Regions from separate parts of the Zea mays genome. Here region 2 is linked to region 1. Evidence: chromatin contacts called from public Hi-C data. All regions are on one chromosome and are shown on one strand. Each heading gives the region's core, a stretch centred on a gene start, on an enhancer-like site or on the middle of the called end of the contact. The rest is flanking DNA. Distances are from core to core; before and after follow the strand shown.

What was found. A called contact is a pair of places that touch in the nucleus more often than the background predicts.
Region 2: a contact with region 1 is called in a Hi-C map of endosperm, with 4 times the contacts expected there. The contact joins the promoter of LOC100281263 here to the promoter of LOC100274986 in region 1. A contact is called at or near these places in 2 of 25 Hi-C or Micro-C datasets (endosperm and tassel).

The regions. Positions count from the first base shown.
Region 1 is chr5:53,129,654-53,135,776 of Zm-B73-REFERENCE-NAM-5.0, forward strand. LOC100274986 reads left to right here and starts at 2,031. Exons shown (of 4, transcript NM_001149214.2): 1 at 2,031-2,728. The coding sequence starts at 2,639.
Region 2 is chr5:53,392,953-53,398,846 of Zm-B73-REFERENCE-NAM-5.0, forward strand. LOC100281263 reads right to left here and starts at 2,898. Exons shown (of 1, transcript NM_001154182.2): 1 at 1,801-2,898. The coding sequence starts at 2,780. The coding sequence ends at 2,031.

The DNA.
Region 1 (6,123 bases), core at 781-3,280:
CGACACCGCCAGCAGCGGCAGCAGCATCCGCCGTCGCACCACCGCTGCAGCCTTCAGCTCAGCCGGCGCCTCGGCCGATGAACACGGCGGGGTGAGCAGGAGGAGGACGAACGCCGCCAGCAGCAGCGCCGGACACACCACGGCCCTGCTCCTGCTGCTACGGCCCATCATATCTGCACTTGCTTCTGCAGAGACCAGCGTGCGGTGTGCTCTAGAGGCAAGGATAGATCGAGCTAGGAGAGACTGTGGGGAGTTGGCTAGAGCCCTAGAGGGAGTATAGAGCACTACTAGTACTGTGTCATTCCACTAGCTTGCATGCATGTACTCTAGACTCTAGAGTAGTAGCAAGCGGCGTCGTTAGCATGTACTCTAGAGTGCCTGCCGTGGGAACTCATGTGCTGCTTCCTGCCTTTGTTTTTCCCGCATCGTCCCAAACTGGGCGCCATGTGCTGCATCTTTGACTGCGTCGACTGGCATGACGCCGCTAGCTAAAAGCCTAAAACTAAAACCAGCGGGGGTTAGTTGGCGTCGACGGAATCACGGAAGGCAAGGGAAGGGGAAGATGTCAGTGGGCCACTTCGCCTCAGACTGGTTTTACACACGGATTAAAGAACCCTTCTGATGACGGTGGTCGGTAGTACTCTGTTCTGTTCTAATCACTAACCGTCAGGCTGCGTAACGCTACCTGCACGGAGGCTGCACTGCTGCAGCCACCAACATGCTCTGCGCTGAGTTTCAAAGCGGTTTTTTCTTCGGACGGAACCAAAGTCTGAACCACAGCTGTGCTGAGTTTCAGAGCAGAGAGATCATTGCACAAAGACAGACAGGGCGCCAAAAAGGCACGGAGTCATTCGTCAAGCGACCACCGCACCACACATCTGTTCTGTTCGCCGGCGTGGGAAGGCGCCGTGCGTGCGTGCACGCCTTACGCCTTACACCTTGATAGAATAATAAAAAAAAACGGGCCGGAGGATCAGCCAGAGACAGCCGTGCCTCTTGGCTGGAAAGCGGAGCTCCTTTTCCCCGGCGCCCCGATGGGTGGTTTCGGTACGGCGGCGTGCGGCGCCACCGCCCCGCGCTACGCGTGGCCTGCCCCCAGCCGGCGAGCACGGGCTCCGGCTACCTTTGCCACAGTTCGTGGCTAACTGTGTCACACTTTAACTAAGATTAATCGTTCGAGTTAAAGAATTAATCTTAATAAGAAAAGTTAGATAAAATGTGGCGAGTTAGGTAGCGAACCAAACAGAGTCCGCGCGCGTGACTATGGACACTACCTAATTATATAGGGTACCGACAGCCGTGACGAATCTAGCCAACAACATTGTTGAAGTCAGCAAGACCAGATTTAATACATGATACAAATTTTCTTAAACTTTAACAATATTTTTCTAAAGAATTCATAAATTTTATCGGGTCAGCCAAACACCCCTAGTCCGGTCCCTGACCGACAGTTTCACTGCCGGCAAATTAGGGGTCTGTTTGGTTCAGCTTTTTTCTGACCAGCTTTTCTAAAAATCTGGCTGTGGAGAGAATCTGGATGTGGGGAGAATCTGAGTATCATTACGATTACGTGTGGAGGAAGATAAAGTTATTCATAAGGCTCAGGATCTAGAAAGTGACGGATTCCTACTGTTACAACGACTCAACCGATTATGTGTTTATGTTAATTTTTGATGGTTTTTGTCCCAATAAATTTTATAGAAGCTGCCTGAAAAGTTAAACGTTTGACAGTCCGTAACAGCTTTTGGTGGCCAGAAGCTGCCAGAATCCGAAACAAAGGCCCTAGATGAGATGAGGCATCAGCCGCATCTGATCTGAATTGTTGTATGCAGCGTATGATTGGATCACTGGACACGTTACTAGTGCATACTCCCTCCGTTTTTATATATTTGACGTTGGTATGCGCCCATGCCCCTGGGCTCTGGCCACATATGTACACAGGCGCAAGTAACGCAATATGAGATCATGCCGTGGTCTGGGAAGAAGCAGGAGCGGGGATGGGCATCTGCTGGTTCATCCGGCCTGCCTGCCCCTATATATATTATACAAACAAGTGCCGACGAGGTTGATGGGAGGATCTGTTGCCAGTCTTGGATGCATGCTACTGAACGTGAACATGTAAATATCTGTACGTCTGCAAAGGCAGCTGCAGCAGAGAGGGGAGGGGGGAAATTCCAATCTCAGCAAACAGTTCCTGCCAGTTTCAGATCCAGATGCCAAAGAACAAGGCCCCCCAAACCGGACGCTCTATTTTCTAGTTTCTACAGCATAGTACTGCCGAAACAACACGCATCACTGGAACTTCCTGATCGACGACCCAGGTTTGGGAGCCTCCAAGAACTTGCAACGGCCTGTGCCGCTCGGTTCCATCTCCTCGGTCTTCCGTTTCCGGCTTGGGCGGCGAGAAGAGAAGGCGCCGCGGGCAGCGGCTGCCGGGGTTGCGCTTATACGCGAGCGCGCCTGGCCGCCTGCTCAGGGGGTGAAACGGGCCGGTAAGAACGGGAAGTGTTAGCCCAGAAAAGGCCCATCTACCTGTGAACATGGATCGCGGTGAACGCCCGCGACGCCTTCCCCGGCCGCGGCGGCCTCCCCGCCCGCACAGCCACTGGCCGTGACGGAGCGGCCCCTCCCGTTCCTCATGGATTCGCGCGCGTTCTTCCTTTCTGGGCGAGGGCGACCACCGGAAGGCAGCAGCCGGCAACCGCGACTGTTGACATTTGCGTTAGAGGTTGGTGCTGTGCTTTTTTTTTTTTGCTAGGGCTTGCTGGTGTTAGGCGTTGTGCATTGTGAAAATTGTCGGGCTGTTAGGATTTTGTAATCTGGGGAAGTGTGCATTGCTTATGGTCTTGCTTCCACCATTGTGCTGCTGTGGTTGCTCTAGGACTGCTGGAAACCATGTAGGCTTACGCATCATATTGTTGTGGACGGAGGAGGGAACCAAAACTGGAATCAAACAATACCGACTATGCTTTAAGTTAGATTACGAACACCGCTGATTCATAAATTGCCCCCTCTCAGAGCAATAACAGTAAGCTAAAATTCTGAAGAATGGTATATCTTGTCCCCCTTCACAGATTATTTTTTTTTTAAAAAACAGCGAAGTCCATCTTTCTTCCTCAATTATGCTATCTATACAACAATCTTTTAAATACGTGCATCTGTACACCTAGTTCTAGAAATGTTTGTGAATTAATTGATAGCTGAATATGCCTTCAAAGTGCTTTCACTGTTCCTGCAATTGAACTTGAGTGCTATAGGTTTCAGATAAGAAGAGGGAAGCTCATAGCTGTGAGCCTTTTCTTTCCAAAGATTTACATACACACCTGTACAACTTCGCTAGGGTACAAACGAACGCATACTTAACAAGAGCCCCATGCTCTTTTTTTGCACTTTTCATGTTCAATTGTTTGAACTAGGAGGTGCAATATTTCCACGGAAGGAATAAGTAAAATTGTATAAGGGAGGGCCTCATGACAGCGAGTGAGCGAGGCTTTTCTTTCAGAAATGTACACTACTGTGCTCTTTGTTAGAAACTCTTCCTTCTACTGAAGTTACACCTAGTCGGGTGGAGTACAATATCACCACCTACAATATGTTCTCCTTTAACTACAGCTGCACTTGCACCTGCTGGGGCTCAACTATGGTTTCCAGGCAGTACACCACCTCTTGGATGGTTGGCCTCAATCCAGGATTGTGGTTGATGCACTTATAGGCTACTTCAAGCACATTCAGCATTTGCTCGTCATGTCCTCTTCCTCTGAGAGCTGGATCCAAGACCTCAATATCCTTCCCTTGGGACCTCATCTCTCTTACCCATTGGACAAGTTCTTTCGACTTGGTCAAAACCTGGACAGGCCTCTTCCCTGTGAGCAGCTCAAGCAAGACCACTCCAAAACTATATATATCACCTCTCAGGGTGGCCACCCAGGCTTGTCCATACTCGGGAGGAATGTAACCAAGAGTGCCTACCAGCTCTGTCGTGACATGTGTGTTGTAAGGAAGGATCAATCTTGCAAGGCCAAAATCAGCGACATAAGCATTGAATTCTCTATCAAGTAAGATGTTGCTGGACTTGACGTCACGGTGAACAATGTTAGGGTTGCAGGTGTTGTGGATATAAGAAAGGCCCCGTCCTGCTCCTTGTGCAATCTTGAGTCTTGTTGGCCAATCTAGAAATGAGTTGGCATTGTCCGTGTTGTGAAGCCAATCATCAAGACTCCCATTCTCCATGAAAGAATATATGAGGAGCCTCGAGTTTCCCTGGATACAATAACCCCATAGTGGCACAAGATTCTCATGTTGTGCCATAGAGAGTGCTTCAACCTCTGCTGTGAATTCTCTTTCCATCAGACACATTTCACCATTGAGTTTCTTGATCGCAAGCTTGGATCCACAGGGTAGCTCAGCCTTATAGACTAGACCATTACCTCCACAACCAATAATGTTCTGCTGATCAAAATTATTTGTGGCCTTCAAGATATCATTGAATGTGAGATTGTTTGATTCTCCCTTTCCTCGAGGTACCATCACCAAAGTGCTTCCCTTTATCATATCACGCACGTGCTCAGAAGCAGAGTTGAATGAAGTTGCTTCAATGTCCCTGTTGTTGCTGCTCTTGTTTCTGTCAGCAGATTCTGTGCTTCTGATGGACAAAATAAGACGTCCCAACAAGAAAAGGATGGCAAGCCCTCCAAAGAACACACTTAAGGCAAGCGCCAAGATGGTCTTCTTGTGCCTCATTTTCATTGAGGCTCGAGGTTCTTCTACTGAGCCACAATGGACACTGAGCATAGGACCACATAGCTTGGGATTCCCAATGTAGCTAGAATTTGTAAAAGTATTAAACTGTCCTCCACTTGGAACTGGCCCTTCTAGATCGTTGTTAGACACATTGAACCAAGAAAGGAAGTGAAGGTTACTCAGTGCAGATGGGAGTTCACCTGTGAGCTGGTTATTTGATACGTCTAGAGTTTGCAGGTTTGTGAGGTTGCAAATTTGTTGTGGTATTTCTCCAGATAAGCTGTTGGTGCTAAAGTTGAGGACATTGAGCACTTTCAACTGACCAATCCCTTGGGGAATTATGCCTGTCAAGCTGTTGTTGCATAGATTCAATACATTGGGGAAAGCATTGAGCAAACGGTATTGACGTGATTGTGTCCAAAATACAGGTAACTCAAGGAACTTCGGGTCCAACTTGGCAGAATTCTTCTCAGATTGTAGCATTGGCATCTCCATCAATTCAGGTGGGATATCCCCTGTAAGCCTGTTGCTTGATATGTCCAGAAAGAAGAGGAGTTCCAGCCTGTTAATCCAGGATGGTATTGTTCCTGTAAGGTGATTGTATGATAGATCTAATATCTCCAATCTTGTGAGTTTTGATAACCAAATGGGGATTTCCCCAACCAATGGGCATGCGTCTATGGTTAGGACCCGAAGATTCTCAAAACCATCAATTGCTGCATACTGTGGTATGGTTTCACCTTTGAAGTTGGTTCCAATTAGCAGGGAGGTAAGGTTCTTGCATCTGTTGAGATTCTGAAGTGCACCTGTGATATTTGTAAATGAGTTATTTGTAACTGAAAGGAAGGAAAGGGATCTGAGATTGGCTATTCTTGGTGAGAACTGGCCATGAAAATTGTTGTAAGCCAACCGCAAAGCAATTAGATTGCTGCATGCATATATGTTTTCAGGAATTGTTCCATTGAATTTGTTCAGTGAAAAATCTGCAGTCGTCAGATCCATCTGAGTGAAGTTAATTCTGCTAAGATCTCCCATAAAACTATTATTTCTGAGGGTGATATACTTGAGACTTCTGCAGTTACTTAGGGCCGATGGCAGCTCTCCAACAATCAGGTTGTTGTCTAAGTGGAGCTCCTCCAATCTTCCCAGCTGCCCAATAGAATCTGGCATGTTTCCTTCCAGCCCATTTGATCCAAGGTCAAGGAAAATAAGATTTCTGAGTTTGACTAGGCTGGAACCGTCAAGTGCCCCTTGCAAATTGTTGTTTGGAAAAGAGAGGTGCTCCAATGAGGTAGCATTGAACAGTTCATGGGGTAGGCCTCCGGTAAGGTTGTTGTGGCCAGCCTTGAGTACTGTCAACTTGGAGCAGTTGCCAAACTCTGG
Region 2 (5,894 bases), core at 1,648-4,147, 260 kb after region 1:
TTGTGATGCAGATATTTTGGACAGATCTGCTGTTCGTTCATCTTTTATGGGTTAATTGTCATAGGTTAATCAATATATGAGCACTTGGCCAACTGTATTCATTGCAGTTACTGTGCCTCTTAGCTACCCTGAAACAGAGGACGGCTCACCATCGCCAGGCACAGCCACCGAGTGACCGACTCTGCATAACCTGGCGGCCGATCAGGCCAAGCCGAGCCACCACCGCTCCACCAGGCAGCAGTAGGCAGAGCCGCAGCGCAGACACGTTCCAGGCTGCTCAGAGAATCCAAAGTTACTGGCAGTACACGCGGCCGGCCACCCGTGGTTGACTGGCACTAGTAGTAGGTGCAGTGGAGTAACGCCAGGATAGAACACTAGTGGGTGGCAACTGGCATTCTGGCAACAACCAAAACAAACAACCAGACCACGGTTAAAAAATGAATTAAGGATATATTATATATATATAGAGTAATGTTTAATTTAGCTAAAGAGCGTTTTTAAAGAAAAATCGTGGAGCCGTTTTCTCCGTAAAGATACGTGTAACCCACAGACATATCACTTCTCACTTTACAAATCTGTCGTCTATTTTATTGATCCAATGATATATAAATACATTTACTTTTGTATTTATCAATAGCCTACATATATGCACTGTATTATATAATAGATTTTTTAAATTGTTTAGTTGTCTCTGATTAGAGAACGTTTTGGTGTGTACAAGCGACGCCCGAGTAATATGAGAATGTTCCGGTTAAAAAATGAATTAAAGGCATCTACAGTGGTGTTTAATGTATATGATTTTTAGATATCTTTTTGCAAAAAAATCATATATTTATCTCTTCGTAAAGAGACGTATCTAGCTCGTAACACAAATAGCAACAGTCTTCTCACTTCTCGTTGTACAAATTTATCGTTTGTTCTATCGATTCGATACTATATACAAGCACATTTACTTACTCCCTCCGGTTTCCTATTAGTTGTCGTTTAGGACAACGACACGGTCTCCAAAATATAACTTTGACCAATATTTTTTGTTAAAATACAAATGAACTCTTAATACATTTATACTTTTATAAAAGTACTTTTTATGATAAATTGGTGCATATAAATATTAGGTTCCAAAACTAAATAACAAAATAGTTATTTGTAGTCAAAATTTTATAAGTTTGACTCAAACCTTATCCAAAACGACAACTAATAGGAAACCGGAGGGAGTATGTATTTATTAATAAGCTATATTTATAGATATTCTATTGTATAATAAAGTTTTTAGTTGTCTCTTAGAACCGTATTGATGTTCACTGTACATGCCCTAAGCGACGCCCGAGTAGCATGAGAATGTTGGGCTGCCTGCGAGTCATTTGGACCACAGTTTTTTTTCCCCTTTTGACAGCGGCTCCGAGTGCCGGGCCCGGTCGCGCCCGTGGACGGCTGGAACCCGGACGCCGGAGGCGGCTCAAGAGCCAAGACGAACCGGCCGGAATCCGATGAGCTCCGGGTCTCCGGCCTGTCGCCTCGGTGAAAGCCATAGCGACCGACCGTAACTACTGCTCCACGTGCTGCCTGCTGCAGGGAAAAAGTAGCCTCGGAGATCGCGCTCCCCGGAATAAATTTTTAAATTATGATGGGCGTCCGGTCCGATCGTCCGTGACGTCCCGTCCCTCACTCTCCCTGTGGCGGCCAAAAGAGGCCTACACTAGCTACTCGCCTCACCCTCCTGTAGCTAATGCGGCGTACTGTTGGTTCACTGCACGACCTGCTTCCCTTTTGTGTTTGTCCTGCTGTGCAACGATCCAGATCTGGAGAATGCCCGCAGCTACTTTTTACTGTTCAAGATTTCAGATCCCAGGTTTTCAAAACGCAGCAGCAGTAGAGCCGAGTGCATTGCTATACTTAGGGAGGAAGATCTGGAGATTCCGAAGACGCGTGACGGAGGCAAGTGAAACGAACGCACGCCAGAACATCAAAACGCAAACGCAGGCAGAGGATAACTAACAACACGCGGCCGAAGACCTTAAAAAAATAAAAGTTCAGCGGCGGTGCGGGCAGAAGGTGACGACGTAGGAGGCGCCGGCGGAGCAGGTGAGGATGGACGTCGGGTCGTCGTAGGCGTAGGAGTAAGCCTTGGGGCACGCCGACTTGAAGAGGCGGGAGTAGGCCGTGGGCTTGCACTGCTGGGGGCTCCCGAACTGCCCCGTGCAGCAGTACTGCGGCGCGCCGTAGGCGGCGCAGGCGCTGCGGCACCCCACCACGCGGCCCTCGCCGCGGACGGCGAGCCCCGCGGGGCACACGCGGTTCAGGTCGCTCACGCACCCGGCCGCCGCGCACCGGGCGCCCGACCCGTGCACCGGCGTCATCGCGATGGGGATGTTGTACCCGTCCACAAGGCTCACGTCGTAGAAGTCCTGGGACGACGCGGTGCCCAGGGTGATCTCCGCCAGCGTGGCCGGCGGCGCGCCCCCGGCGCCGCCGCAGTAGAGCGCGCCGCCGCAGTCGCCCGTGGCGCACCGCCCGCGCCCCGCCGCGTCGAACGAGCACCCCTGCCGCCCCCACACGCGCCCCGACCACCCCGCGGGGAGCCGCACCGACGCCGACCGCCCCGGCGCCAGCTGCAGCCCGCCGCGCGCCAGCACCTCCTTCCCGGCGCTCGGCTGGATGCCCGGCCACACCGTCTCCCCGCACCGGTTGTACAGCACCAGCGTCGACGCCGACGCGCCGCACACGGACGCCGCCACCACCAGCAGCGCCGTTGCCACGGCGCGCAGTGCCATTGTTGCCATGGCTGGGCGTCACTACCTCACGCGGAGAAGGAGAGTGATCTCTATAGCTCTAGCTCTAGCTCGCTTGGAGTGTGGAGTGTCGTGAGAGCGTTGTGGGGCTCGTGCGCGCGTATTTAATGAGTGGGAGAGAGTGACTGTGGGGTGTCAAAAGGTTGGTGGCCTCTGTACTGTGGGGTCAACACTCCACACCACACTTGCTCGCTCGCGGAACAGAAAACATGTTTGGCGGCATCAAACATGCGTCGCTAATGAGTCAAATACGGGAAAGTGACAGGTCAAAACTCCAAAAATCACTGGCTCTTTCATATGGTCCCTCAATTCCAAACTACAATAGTACAATACAATACTTGTAAAAAAACTACAATACATTTGATTTTTCTAGTCATGTAGCCAATAACATCATGTTTGTCATGTTCTCTAATTCTTTCTTTCTTTTCTGGCTGTGTACATCTTGTAGATGCAAGGCCGGGAGATGATTTTAATCAGACTTTTAAATACAATGAAAATCTTCCTTATCAGAAAATAGAAACGGAAAACGCATTTTGCTATACATTTAATAAATGTACAATATGTGCGGATGCATACATAGTTTGAAAGAGGGTACTATGTGGGAAGGAACATGTGGAGAAACAATAAAAGAATTGTTGAGGTATGCTTCGTAGCCGAAGATCCTAAAGAAATAGAACACCTTCGGCAGATCCTATCAGAAGCAGCGCCGAAGCTATCACCTATAAAGCTTCGGCACGGTGACAGATCTCAAGACGAAGGGGTGGACCGACTTAAAGATGAAATGACTTAAAAGACCCGCAATGTTTTGTGTCATTATTATAGTCGATTGTAAGGGGTATAAATGTAATTTTACACAGGCTGCGCCCTGTGCTTATAAATAGATGAATAGTACCCATGTACTGTTCACGCAATCCTGTAGCTGCCGACACATTACGCTGGAATTATTGTTTTCTGCTAAGACGAAGGTATAAATGTACTTGAATACTGTATTTTAATATTTAAAGTTCACATAATAAAATGTGCGAATAGAGCTATCTATTTTTAATATATCTTTCTATAATGTTTCATGTTTCATATTGTTTTATAAGTCTGATCACGAAGGTGTGACCTTCGTGATATTTTACTCATGACCTTCGTCCGAAGCTCATTAAATCCTTGGGGAGATAATGCTTCAGCGGATGAAGAGCATTAATACTTAACATTTTTGTGTTGCCTTGTTCTTAATTCATAGCATTTGAGAACAAGTCCCCAACATTGGCGTCCACCTCCGGTGAACTCACTTCCACTTTTTTGAGCTGATGGCTTCGTTCAACAATCAAAATGGAGCTGCTTCGGCTCCGAAGCTGATACTCCCGATAACAGGCGGTTCATGCTCAGAGCCAGCCAACAAGAAGTAGAAGAAGGAGGCACAGAGAAGGGTACATCATGTCGGGGTGCAAGGACCTTTCATCAAGTCAAGATGGTCCCACATCCCAATTACCTTCTCCCAAGAGGACCTTCAGCTCAAGGATTACCCTCACAATGATGCTATGGTTATTTCTTGTGTCATCAAAGGATTTCTGGTCCACAATGTTCTGGTTGATACAGGCAGTGCAGCGGATATTATATTTGCTAAGGCCTACAGACAGATGCAAGAGCCAGAGGATAAGATTCATGATGCTACACACCCTCTTTGTGGTTTCGGAGGAAGGCAGATTGTAGCGCTTGGCAAGATCACAATGCCAGTGACCTTCGGATTTGTGAACAATACAAGGACTGAGGAAGTTGTGTTCGATATTGTCGACATGGAGTACCCCTACAATGCAATCATTAGTCGTGGGACACTCAATGCTTTTGAAGCAATTCTTCACCCAGCATATCTTTGCATGAAGATACCTTCGGATCAAGGGCCTATTGCTATTCATGGAAGTCAGGAAGCTGCCAGAAAGGCCGAAGGAAACTGGACAGATTCAAAAGCAATCCATAACATAGATGAGGCCGAAGCTTGTGAGCAATACAAATACAGAAGGGAGAAGGCTGCTTCGGCTGATCAGCCAAAGCCCATGCTTTTATGTGAAGATATAGCAGAGCAGAAGGTGCTGCTAGGATCTCAATTGTCTGAGGAGCAGGAGAAAACCCTGATAAGGTTCCTGTTCAATAACAAAGATGTCTTCGCATGGTTAGCTAATGATCTCTGTGGTGTCAACAGGGATGTTATTGAACACTCGCTCAATGTTGATCCATCCTTCAGACCCAGAAAGAAGAGGCTTCAGAAAATGTCTGATGACAAAGCCGAAGGTGCTCGGAATGAAGTGAAAAGACTTCTTAGCGCTGGAGTCATCAGAGAAGTAAAATATCCAGAATGGCTAGCTAACACTGTTATGGTGAAGAAGGCCAATGGTAAATGGAGAATGTGCATTGATTTTACTGATCTCAACAAGGCTTGTCCGAAGGATGAATTTCCATTACCAAGGATAGATTCTCTAGTAGATGCAGCAGCTTCGTTAGAGCTCATGAGTCTATTAGATTGTTATTCAGGCTATTATCAAATCTGGATGAAGAAGGAAGATGAGCCAAAAACCAGCTTCATCACCCCCAGTGGTTGTCACACCCGGTTTTAGAAGGCAAACCGAATGCGAACCATGTACGTGCCAGGATCAGCAATTCACGTACACAGCAGTTACATAACATGGACATCATCACACAGTGCTCAAATAGTATTAAAAGGGAAATAATAGTCGATTACATCATACGTCTGAGACGCCCACATAGTCCTTACAATAAATCAAAGTGCGGAAAAGAAACGTAGATAAACGCGGCCTTCACAAGCAGCCGACTGGGGGTTGCCGCTAACCCACGCCTAGAACTCGTCGTAGTCTTGGAACTCCTGGAAGTCTCCTTCCACGGCTTCATCTTCTCCTGAGCAGTGGTTGCAATGCTGACAACCTAGGGATGGGGGGTTTGGTGTGTAGAGCAAGGGTGAGTACACATCAACATACTCAGCAAGTATCCTGTTTGGCTGTAGTGGACTAGCTTTATGTGGGGATAAGTCAAGCAGTTGCTTTTAGTTGGTCAGATTATTATTTACTAATAGGAAGCCAGGTTTTAGCATTAACCCAAGTTATT